Linked DNA regions of Mus musculus: region 2 is linked to region 1. Evidence: chromatin contacts called from public promoter capture Hi-C data. All regions are on one chromosome and are shown on one strand. The core of a region is the stretch at or near the end of the contact, and the rest is flanking DNA. Distances in the headings are between cores, read along the strand shown.

Region 1 (5,673 bases), core at 1,796-4,295:
CTGCAGTCCTCTTCCCAAGCTGTCGGGCATAGGCCTGTGCTACCAGGCCTGACAGCCACTTGGATCTTATAGAGTCAAAGAACTGCTGACAAAGTGACCAGGAAGCAACAGCGTGATGGCTTCAGATACTGTGTCACCCTGAGCATGGAGGTGACATGTAGAAAATCCTCAGAGCCTACTAAGGCATAGGGAGGTTTGGCTGCCGCCTCACTGGGTCCTGATATTGCATCAGAGAGACTGATGGCTCCCACTGTCCACTCTTGGTGACCTATGAGGAAGAGTTGAGTGGTCTAGGAGGCTAGGAGCGATCCCTGGCCCTTTCCTGCTCAGCTTCTGACTTTTCAAATACCTGCTCTCCATCCCCACTGCTAGTGACCTCTTTGAGTACAGTCTTTTCGAATGGAAGGACTAGGTAGCACCTCTTCTTTCTGACTTGAAAGGGGCTGAGTAAGGGTCACCACACCCAGCCCCAGCTCTCCTCTCACTGGACCAAGATCTTTTCTAAAGTCTCCTTTGTTTACAAGAGTCCAGGAGCGAGGTGGCTCCTCTCCCTGGTGCCTATGATTAACTGGGCTCCAGTGAGCTTCCTCCAGGGACTCTGGGAGCTGTGGAGAGTCTCCCAGAGGTTTTTAAGGTAGTGGAGTAACAAACCTACAACAGATCCCTACGTTGCAAACAGAAGCCAGGACAAGAGAAAAAAAAGAGAGAGAGGCTCAGACAGAGCCAGAGTAGGGCAGGTGATGAGGGGCTGGGCTCATCTGCAGCCTTGGGGTGTTCAAGAGGCCAAGGTGAGGGCCAGCCACCAAGGTACCGAGAAAGGCAGTCCCAGGCTTATTTCTAGATCCCTCAGTGGAATCCCAGTTTCTCCATCTATGCCCTTTCGTTTCATATCGATTTCAGTTCTGGGCCCACTTTGGGACTTCCTTGAGGGTGTGTATGCAGGGGTCCCTTTCTGGGATAAAAAGGAATTACCCCCCACCTCCAAAGCAGGGCTGAGGATCTTTTGTGGGCTAGTCCTAGAAAAAAAAACCCTCTTTCTATCCTAGTAGGAGTCCACTTGAATGGACGCTAGCCCCAGCTGGGAGCCACCACCACCACCCAAGTCCTGCATCATCTTCAACTGCACAAGGGGACTCTGCCAGGAAGCATCTCAGGGTGGGACCAAAAGGGTGCAATTGTTTGTTTTTCTTTTAGAAAACTCGGTATCTCAGAACAGACTAAATATAAGGTTTTCATAATGACTGAAAGGATCACTGATGGCCCCCAGGGAAAAGTAGACGTGGAGTCGGCTGTTTCTAGCTGACTCATGTAGCAGGAGGCCAGTGGTATAACCCTGACAGCTTGGTAACTTTCCTTGCCTCGCGCCAAGTCTCTGGTGCAGATACACTGGCCAAAGCATGTCCCGTGTGCAACGCAGTGATGAGAGGCCGTGAGGCTGCTGTCAGAGCCCCTTCCATCAGGGAGCTGGGCACCAGAAGCAGGGAAGTGGAAAGGCAGCCTCTCCTTGGCCCCATTTTTCAGACTGAGAAACTGAGGCACCACCTTCAGTATCAGTAGTTCTCGGGCAGATCACCATCCCCCCCACCCACCCCCACCCCCCAGTATCCAGATACCTAGTCCTCAACCCCTCCAGCTTTCTCAGTTGCCTCCAAGGAAACTTCACCCACTGGCATCCTCAGACACTAACCCTTTCCTTGCCAAGGCAGACACTGGGAGCAGAGGACCTCTGTGCACCCACTTTCATACCTTACCAAGGGGATTCGGAGAGGAAGGAGAGAATGTAGGGAGTTGCTAACCGATAAGACTATTCCCTGCCCCCTCCCTCTCAGTCCCGGGATAAACAGGGCCACTGAGCCACCACCCTGCCAACAGGTCTGAGATGCCAGTGCATTCTGGGTGTTCATCTTAGCCAGGCGTTGGAGGGTGAATTGAATTTTTTTTTTCCTTTTCTTTTCTTGAGTGATAGAAAAGTCTCGGGCAATATCAGAAGCTGGGGGGTGGGAACAGAGGAGAGGTGAGGGACGGGGTGGTGTGTGTGCTCTTTTATATTTGAGTCAGATAAGACTGTAGACACTTAGAATCCCAGGTCTGGAAGCCACCTCCAAAACCATTCACCTGGACCTCACTTTTTGGGTTGGTCATTGTCAAGACCATGTAGTGGAGTGTTGGTCACTGGAGTGTGACACCACTCCCCTCCACCCCCATCTACAGACTCACAGGGTACCCAGGAATCTATATTACCAGGTAGCAGGCTGGGGGCTAATACCAGGACCCTCCCACCACATCCGCTGCTGCTGTAGTTGGGAAACCCACATACTGGTAGGGTTTTAAAAAAAAATAGATAAAGAAAGCCTTGGTTTGTTTAAAAAAAAAAAAAAGCCCCCAATGCATCCTCTACTCCTGCTCCTGGCCAACCAGGCTAGGGGAGCCGCCCCCTCCCCCCAGGTTCCCTTCAGGACGCTCAGCTTTCTCGAGCCTCTGAAACTGGTGATGGGGGTAAGAAGCAAGAAGGGAGAGTGAGGTTTGGAGACCTGTGGCTACGGGACTGGAAGCAGGGCGTTAGCTTGAAGGAAAAGGTGAGGAAGGAGGCAGGGGAATGTGTCATGGGAGCCTTTTTTTGCCTAGGCCTCCTCTCTGGGAACGCTCAGACTTGCTCAGAACCTGGGCCCTGGCCACCCTGCATTGGGAAAACTTACTGACAGTTGCCACCAGGGCAGCCGGGCATTTCCCCGAACTCAAGACCCCAGCAGGCTCTGCCACAGAACAAACCACTTGGGGGCGAAGCATACCTACCCGCATTGAGCCATGCCCCTGACCCCTTTGCCAAGCTCAGGTCCCCGAGGGTCAAGGGGCCCAGAAGTTGGGAGCTTTACTGACCGTCAGCATCAAAGTGCTTCCAGATTTCCAGGAACTGGGATGCAGTCAGCTCGGCCAGGTGCAGGTAAGGGGGCTGCTGCTGCGGGCCAGCCATGGCGAGCCGCTCCGGAGATCTTAAGCCTCTCTCTCAGCGCGCTGTCACTCGGTGCCGCTTGGCTCTGGTTCTCGCGCTGGGGCTGCGCGCCACGCTGCCTTTATATGCAGCCCGGAGCTGCGCCGCGTCGGGCCGCCGGAAGGGGGCGCGCACACTCAGGGAATCGCGCAGGGCGCGGCGCTGCACGGGCGGGGGCTCTTCTCTGCCAGGGTTCCTGGGGACCGGGAGAGAGTGTTCAATGAGACTTCTGGGTGCCCTCCGGGGACACCGCAGGTATTTAGCTGGAAATGGGGAGAGGCAGCTCCTGCCTTCCCTTCCCTCTGTCCATCTTGAGCACACCCAGTTTCTAGTCGCAGCAATAGCATTATTAACAAGTAGCAAAGCTAAGATTTGAGCCCAGAACTCTTCCTGTCCTGTGACTCCCTCGAGGGGTACCAGGATTGCAGGAAAGCAGGGTTCTCAAGGTTTTACCGTAGGTGGACAACTGGAATCGACAAGGTGCAATGAGGATTCAGATGGGAATGGAGGAACTACTCCACTGTTCAGTAACCCACTTCCCTCCGGTATCTGTCACATCCTGCAGACTTTTAGACCTTTATCCAGGTAGTAGCAGACTGGAGCCTCCCGTAGTCCCGTAGGTAGATGGCGGTAAACTCTGACCCAAAGATGTGCTGAACTTCTGTTAAAGAAAACAGACAGCAAGCACAGCACACCGTGGGGTCTCCTCAATCAGAGAGCCAGCCTCCGTCCCATATCCTCCCTACTCTAAAGGTCTGCAGTGTGTGCTTGCTTCTTGGACACCTTACCTTCAGAGCAACAGCAAGCACCCTGCCCCTAAAAAGAAGGACAGAGACTTGAATTGCTGCTCATTAACATGTGCTAATGAGTGTTAGCTGAGCTGCCTTCGAAGGGAGAGCAAAAGAGAAGGAGGTGAGAATCTAAAGCAGGTCGCTAGGGGAGAGGAGAACCCGGGGTGGGGTGGGGGGGAGGGGGGGGAGCGGAGAAGAGCAGGCTGTTTCCTGGGGTCAGGTTGAGGTAGCTCGGAGCTAACCTCAAAGGGCAACATGGAGCCCAAGTTTCAAAACTGCTGGTGTGTTGCCCAGGCACACAGTTTGAGGTTGTTTACAAGAACAGACTGGGAAAGACGCAGCAAAATAGGCTAACTGTTGGGGCTTCTGTAACCCAGCATTCCTTGCTGCCAGGGCTGAGAAATTACTAAGCTAGAGTCCCCCAGCCTGAGTCTTGCCTTCGAGAAGGCAAGAAGGCTCAGTCCTAAAGAACAGTTGCAATAGAATCAAACTCCTCGGGTCTAGTTCCTAAACAAACAACAACAAAACCTCCACAACGTTGTTTGGCTTACACAGCCTGTCTGTGCCTTGGCTTTCCGAGTCTGTAAAATGGGTGTGTGGGTATTGACATCTTGGATTGTTCTGGGGATTACATGAGTCTGTGTTCCTGTCCTTTATGCTTGTGCTCTCTGGTGAGCTTGGAAAGGATTCCTTGATCAGAGGGAGCACTGGTCAGCTTTCCATCGCCATGGTAAAATACCAGAGGAGGTCGAGTTCAAGGAGTAAAAATGTTTATTAGAGGTTTCAGTCTGTGGGCAAATTTGGTTCATTGTTCAAGGGAGCTGTCATAGGCAGAATGTCATGGTGGGGGCCTGTGGGGGGGAGAAGGCTCCTTATCTTGTGGCCAGGAAGTGAAAAAGAGGGAGGGAGTTGAAAGGAGAGGAGGAAGACAAGAGAACAAGACACAGCCTCCATGGACATTCGAATGACTTGTTACCTCCCAGTTAGTCCTATCTCCTTCAGTGTATTCAGTTATGGACCTGTCAATGGATTGATCCAGAGAGGAAGTCAAAGCCCTAACCATCCATCCACTTTCCCTTCCCCAAATCCCACCTCTGAACACCCGGCCCACTAGAAGCCAAGCCTTTAACACGGAAGCCTTTGGAGTCTGTTCCAGATTCAAACTCTTAGCTTTCTGCAACCCCCACCCCACCCCGAAGTTGCTACTGCTTCCTAGAAGGGCGAATGCCAGGGTGAGGTCCAGGGGCAGATGAGATAGGTGATGTTTCCAGAATACCAGCTTTTAAACTCCTAGGCACCCAAGGGACTAGCCTCAGACCTCCTGGCTCTAGCATCTGCCCTCGGGGTTCCTTGGAGTTGCCTCTGGCTCCCTCCCAGCCTGGGTATGCAGGCAGAAGCTGTTTGCTGGGTCTGTAAACATCCAAGGCAGTGCCCGAGTCTTCCTTCCCAGGGCTGCTGAAGCCAGGGGAAGATGGCTCCGGGTATGACTACAAAGGACTGACCACTGTGGACCCCAAATGATGCATCGGGACAGTCTCCATTGTTCACTTTGGAGGCACCAAGAGAGTCTGTTTCTGGGGGCCATTTTTGCTTGTCTCGGTCGTGTGCCCTCATGGGGGACCAAAGGGTTTAAACAAGCTCCTTTATACTCAAATTCAGTCCTGCAAAAGTCACTTAGGTATTAGAAGTCCCTGCCTTGGAGTGAGATATCGGTGAGTTTAAAGCCAAATAACTAATTGGAAGGCTTTGGGTAGGAGGTTTAACTTCCTTGAACCTTAGCAAAAATAAAGATGTTGGTAATAATAAAATAGTCTCTTTTTATTCTAATTATTATTATTAATTATACAATCATATAATAATTGTATAATTAATAGTCAATTATTATAATTATAT
Region 2 (5,673 bases), core at 2,220-4,719, 99 kb after region 1:
CCCCGAGGAGCCGGAGCCACCGAGTGCCACTGCCTGCTCCTCCTAGCAGACCCAGAAAGCCCTCGGGGGACAGGGGATTGTCTTAGGTCTGAGGCTGAGGTGTCTTGCAACTTTACATAACTCATCTCCTCACTGGAGGAAGAATAGGCACTTGAGTTCAGTCTCTAACATTGCACACCCACTGTATCCTTCAGGATGAACACAGTTCTGCCCCTGTTTAAAGCCCATCTCACATTTCTTATGTAACCTTTAAGTCAAATTCATATGACTTGTGGCCTGTATTCATAAAGCAACTTTATTTTTGCCACTTAGTCTCTCTTTAAAGCTTCTTTGTGAATCAAATTATTTCCCTCCTGTGGATAAACACAGTCAGAGGCCAAGACATCTCTGGACCCTGTTAGGTGTCAAAAAAGTCCCAATAGCAGTTAATTGAAAGTTGTGAGCCCGGAGTGGTGGTGCGTGCCTGTAATTCCAGCTATTGAGAAGTAGATGCAGAAGAATCAGAAGAAGTTCAAGGACATCCTTTGCTACACAGTGAGTGCAAGACAAGCCTGGGCCATATGAGACCCCTTCTCCTCTAGCCCCCTTAAAAGAATCAAACCCAAAGAAAACAGGAAATAAGCAAACAAAAAATGTGTGACTTCTCTCTGACCTTGAACCTGTTGAAGACAGGAAGTGTACAGAGGGAAAAGAAACATGTATCATTAGTCAGGGCTCTCTAGAGGAACAGAACTGACTCTGTGTGTGTGTGTGTGTGTGTGTGTGTGTGTGTGTGTGTGAAGGGATTTATTAGAAAGACTTACAGACTATGGTCCAGCTAGTCTGGTAATGGCTTTCTACTGATTGGAAGTCTAAGAATCCAGTAGTTGTTCAGTCCACAAGGTTGGATATCCCGGCTGGTCGTCAGGATGAGCTGGAATCCTGAAGAAGTAGTCTCCAATGACAGTGAAGGAATGACCTCAGGGGTGGAGGAGTGCAACTGGGGAGAACAGATCTAGAACAAGAGTGTGGTCAAGATGCATCTGAAACTATGAAAATCTTCTCTTGAGAACAGAATCTCATCTTGAGACCAGCAGGAGTAAGGATCACTCCCTCCCAATTCTGCCTGCCCAATGACCCCCTACCTCTGTCCTTCTTGGGAGAGTCAAGTAGCCTCTAGACCAAATTACAGGTGTAAGCACCTGGAATCCACCTACAGGCAAAATAAAGCATTCCTGGCACCTCAGCCTGAGCCAACAATGTACACTCTCTCCTACCCAATCCTACCACTCCCCGAAGTTTATATAGCCCTTGTTACCCCTGAATAGAAAGAGCTGTTATTTCATGGAGTATTGTCTAAGAAGAGCTGTTTCACTTTCCCACCATAAAGGACACTGAAAACCTTCTTGGAAAAGGAGTTCTCCTCAAAGGCCTGTTCTTTTGTCTGGAGGGTTCAAGGGTGTCAGTTCTCAGCCACGTCTGAGGAAATCTTCCGTAGTGGCTCCCTTCTGACCCTGAACATGCTCAGTATGTGCAAAGAGATTTCGAGAGATGTCTGCCTTGTTCTCTTTGCAAAAATATTGGTCTGCTTCATCTGTTGGAAATTTGCTATTCCATGTGCCAAGCCCCAGTGACCACTTTAACATCATGTTGAGAATTCATTTGTGCATTCAGTCGGCATCAGGCTCCTGGTAGTGAGGCACTGTCAAGTGCATTTTTAAGACTAGGCGCATATGTATTTTAACAGCCATATTAAGCAGAAGAAAATTGAAGATTGGTTTTAATAACAAAACGTCCAACCTAGCATATCTAAAACTTCGTCATTTCAATGTGAAATCAATATTTTTTAAATTAGCAAAGAGGTATTTTTTTCATTCTTCTTTTCCTCAAAGTCTTTATGACACAAGTTCACATCTATCCCACCTTCTAGTTAGGAGCAGACACAAGGCAAGAACTCAGTGGCCATCGGAGGCCATAGATTGCCACCAGTGTCAACTGAGCTGGGCATACTGTCCACAGGGCATAAGCTCCTCAGACAGAGTTGATGTCTGTCTTGATGGCTCCTTATCAGTGGTTGGTATACAGGAGGTATTTTACATGTGCAACCTTGAATTGAGATGCAATAGAAAGAATAAAGGAACTTTTGGGGGGGGTTGCAGAATGACTTCCCATAACACTCAGAAATGAAACCACCCAGTTCTGCACATGGCTTGCCAGTACAGTTTGTAATTCATTTCTTCCACAGGCATCCAAAGTCCCTGAAGACAGAAGCTTTTCTGTCTTAACTCTCTTTCACACCCCCACAGTTACCCCTGGTTCCTGGTATTGCGGTGTGCCACTTCATGCAGCCAACAAGTATTTATGCGGTGTTCGTCTCAGACCGGTTACTATTTTAAGTGCAGGGATGGAAATAATGCAGTCTGTGTTGATGGAGCCCACAGGGCGAAAAGAAGCTAACGAAGGTCTGTGAAGGAAATAAATTGGGTGACATGATAGGGTGTGACAGGGGACAGGAGCACTGGGTACTGGAGGAGGAGGGGCCAGTTCTGCAAAGAGCCATCTCCTTATATCTCATCACAGTCCTCCCCGCCCCCTCTGCTGAAGGGACTAACTCAATCTCAGCTCTGCCCTTAACTTCCTGTTTCTGCTGTGCCCTGCTCTCTCTTTGGCCCGCCAGTCACTTTTATCTTCCAGTGTTTCAGCTTCTGGGCTGTCTTCTCAAAAGAGCCATCCCTGACAACCCTGTCCAGCTCCACGTCCCCCTCTCCCCCGCCATAACTCTGTTGACAACATGCATAACACCATCTATGACCGTGTGCATACCGGAGGTAAACTCTTGGTGAAGCCCTCTTGGCAGTTGGAATCTTTTAGTGCCTAGAATATTCCCTTGGTGACTAATATTTGGCCAATAATCACTGATCATTAGCTATGTGGGTTTTTTTTTTTTAATTTTTAAATTTTTTTTCCGAATGAGTAAAGAAAGATCACTAGTAAAAATCTTTGGGAGGTGTTTTAAGGGCTGATTTAAATACTTGTAAACGAACTCTGGGAAGAACACCACTTTATTTTCTGTCTCCTAAAAGAAAGACGGGCTAATCCATCTAAAAGTTACTCTTTGGGGATGCTATGGGCATCCAGTGTCCTAGGAATTGCTTTCAGTTCCTTCAGCACTTAACTGAAGGGCATTTCTGGACCCCTGGAGGAAGTCAAAGGACCACAGGCTAAACATTCCTGTGGAAATGGGGATCCCGATTGAATCACCAAGAGGCAGGTGTTCGCGGAGATCATGTGTGAAGTGGCTTTGAAGACCCAGGAAAGGTCTGGCTAAGGAAGGCGTTGGGGTGGGAGAGAAGCTTGTGGGTCAGGAAACTGTAAAGGAAATCTGTTGGTTCATTACCTGGCGGTTGCTAGGGACGCCCGCCTCCTCCAATCATCGTTCCTCTTACTAGAGTGTGAGCCACACTCTGCGGTTGCTGTGGCAACAGATGGTAACAAGATGGACTCGGCAGTGCAGCAAAAAGTGGCGCGCAAAAAGTGCAGAGACTGTGAGTTGAAACCCAGTTTCGTCAGGGAGCGCGGTGTGGAGTTTGCCCTGGGATTCTGAGTGTACAGAGGTTACCGGATCTCTCAATGGTCTCAGGGTGAAAGAGTGAGCTTATGGGGACTGATGAGATGGCCCCTACTGTTCACCCCACTGAATTTAGGGGATCTTGGATTTCTGTACTTGGGATTCCCGCCTGGAAGCTCGCTTCTAACTTCAGCTTTGGGCAAATCGCTTTCAGTCTTCCCTAGGAAAATGGATGGCAGGTCCCATGCCCTTCCTTCAGCTGTTCCTGCCCCGTTCTCAAAATGACCCTGAAGATCAAATGTGTGGCTAATTATATAAAGGAAAAAATCCCAAACGTGCTCTTCTTATGCGACCCTGAAGCAAGACTGCAACAGTTAACCGCCTCTGTGCCTCTCTGTGAGTGTGCGCAATTAGGGCTCAGAGAGTGCCCCAGGATTGGAGCTGGGGACCAGCGCTTTGTAGGTCTGTGCTGTCCTCGGGGCCCTGGGTTCTGTGTGTGCTTCAATTTCTGGAATCCTGATTCTGCTTGGGGTTGTTTCGTTTTTTATTTCGGAACATTACAAGCGCCCGAGTGTTAATTAGACGATTGTGTTTTAGCTCTTATCTTTACTTAAAGCAACTTGGGCCCCACTTCATGTCTAGTACCACCTGGAGCTTGTCTGGAAGATTGTAGAACAAGAGTTCTATTTTAAACGAGCATAAACAGTGGAGTCACGGGCGTCCGTGTTAGAACTCAGACCTTAATTAAGATCAAATTTGAAACTAGTTTAAAAAAAAAAAATCCAAACTCATGCAGGATAATGAGTTTGTTTGGTTTTTTTTTTTTTTTTTCCAAACCCAGACAGTCACAGAAACACCAAAAAGCTTTCAATGTGGGACTCCTTAAGGACATTTTATAAAATGTATTAGACATTTTCCCAGTCATCCTCACAAATCACTAGAGGGTATATGCGCCCACCCACTGAGTCATTGTTCGTCTGTGTTTTGGGGATCCCAAGTTCACATCAGTTTCTTCCTGGAGAGCATCCGCTCATGTGGGGAATCACACCTTGCTTGGCTGGGGGCTGGGAGGTTCCCTTCTTACCATCTCGCACTCACACCCCTGTGATTTCTACAGTTTGCACAGCTGTCCCTGCACTAATGTTCACCAGCACAATTGGGACCATTGATCTTGCTTTAGGGCCCAGGCTCACGCATTAATGGGCCTGCAACGACAACCATCCAACTATTTTTAAAGTTACCTGTTTTGTTTTCCAACACTCCTGAGTATAGTGAGCTTCATTGTCTCAGTTTGTGCGGCTTGCCCTGGATACTGGTGAATGCTTGAAATGCCCGTTCTTTAAGACTTTTATTATCCTGATGGGAAAAGAATGGCGATCACTTTATTTGTGTTTCCCTGATTGCTAGTCCAATAGAGTAGTCTCTGACTGTTCATTATTGACAACGGCTCTAATGTGAATCCGCTGCCTTTTAAAATGCAGATGCCCTTTTTCATATTGATTTCTAGATATCCATTTAGTTCTAGTGTCAACTTGACACAGCCTAAAATCACCTAAGAAGGGAATCTCACGATTGGCTTGTGGGAATATCTGTGGGGAATCATCTTGAGCCCACTGTGGGCAGCACCATTCCCTTGGCAGGGGGTCCTGGGCTGTATAAGAAAGCTAGCTAGGCATGAGCCTGCCAGTGAGCCAGCAAGCAATGTTCCTGTATGGATTCTCCTTCAATTATCCATCTGACTTCTCTCAGCGATGGGCTGTAACCTATAAACTGAAATGAACCCTCCCCCTCTAAGTTGCTTTTGGTCATGGTATTGTCAAAGCATCAGAAAAAGAAAATGGTGCACCGGGGCCATTGTCCATACGCAGGATACTAATTCACTGTATGTTGCGTTGAGATAAAATTAATATTTCCTCCCTGTACATTGATCATAGCTAGCTTCAGCTGTCAATTTGACACAGATATTCATTTATCTGAGAAGAGGGAACCTCGGTGGAAGAATTGCCTTGATCAGATTGGCCTGTGGGGCATTTTCTTAATCACTGATGTGGGAGGGGTCTAATCCCCATGTGGGCAGTGCTATCCCTAATAGTCATGCAGGCCCTGGCTGTAAAGAAAGCTAGCTG

What was found. Capture Hi-C pulls out chosen DNA fragments and counts their contacts.
Region 2: a contact with region 1 is called in a promoter capture Hi-C map of pancreatic islet. The contact joins the promoter of Hydin here to the promoter of Calb2 in region 1. A contact is called at or near these places in 9 of 39 promoter capture datasets (cranial neural crest, embryonic stem cells, hippocampal neurons and 3 more), 7 of 484 Hi-C or Micro-C datasets (CD8 T cells, brain, cerebellum and 4 more), 2 of 115 datasets of contacts at active chromatin or transcription factors (both in embryonic stem cells) and 3 of 9 other capture datasets (adipose tissue, liver and pancreatic islet).

Annotation. Positions count from the first base shown.
Region 1 is chr8:110,165,167-110,170,839 of GRCm38.p6, forward strand. It overlaps Calb2 (calbindin 2), which reads right to left and starts at 3,046. Exons shown (of 11, transcript NM_007586.2): 1 at 2,878-3,046. The coding sequence starts at 2,971.
Region 2 is chr8:110,263,508-110,269,180 of GRCm38.p6, forward strand. It overlaps Hydin (HYDIN, axonemal central pair apparatus protein), which reads left to right and starts at 3,470. Exons shown (of 87, transcript NM_172916.2): 1 at 3,470-3,524; 2 at 3,762-3,943. The coding sequence starts at 3,829. It overlaps Gm26832 (a long non-coding RNA gene), which reads right to left and starts at 3,515. Exons shown (of 5, transcript XR_879191.3): 1 at 3,377-3,515; 2 at 2,290-2,443; 3 at 804-994.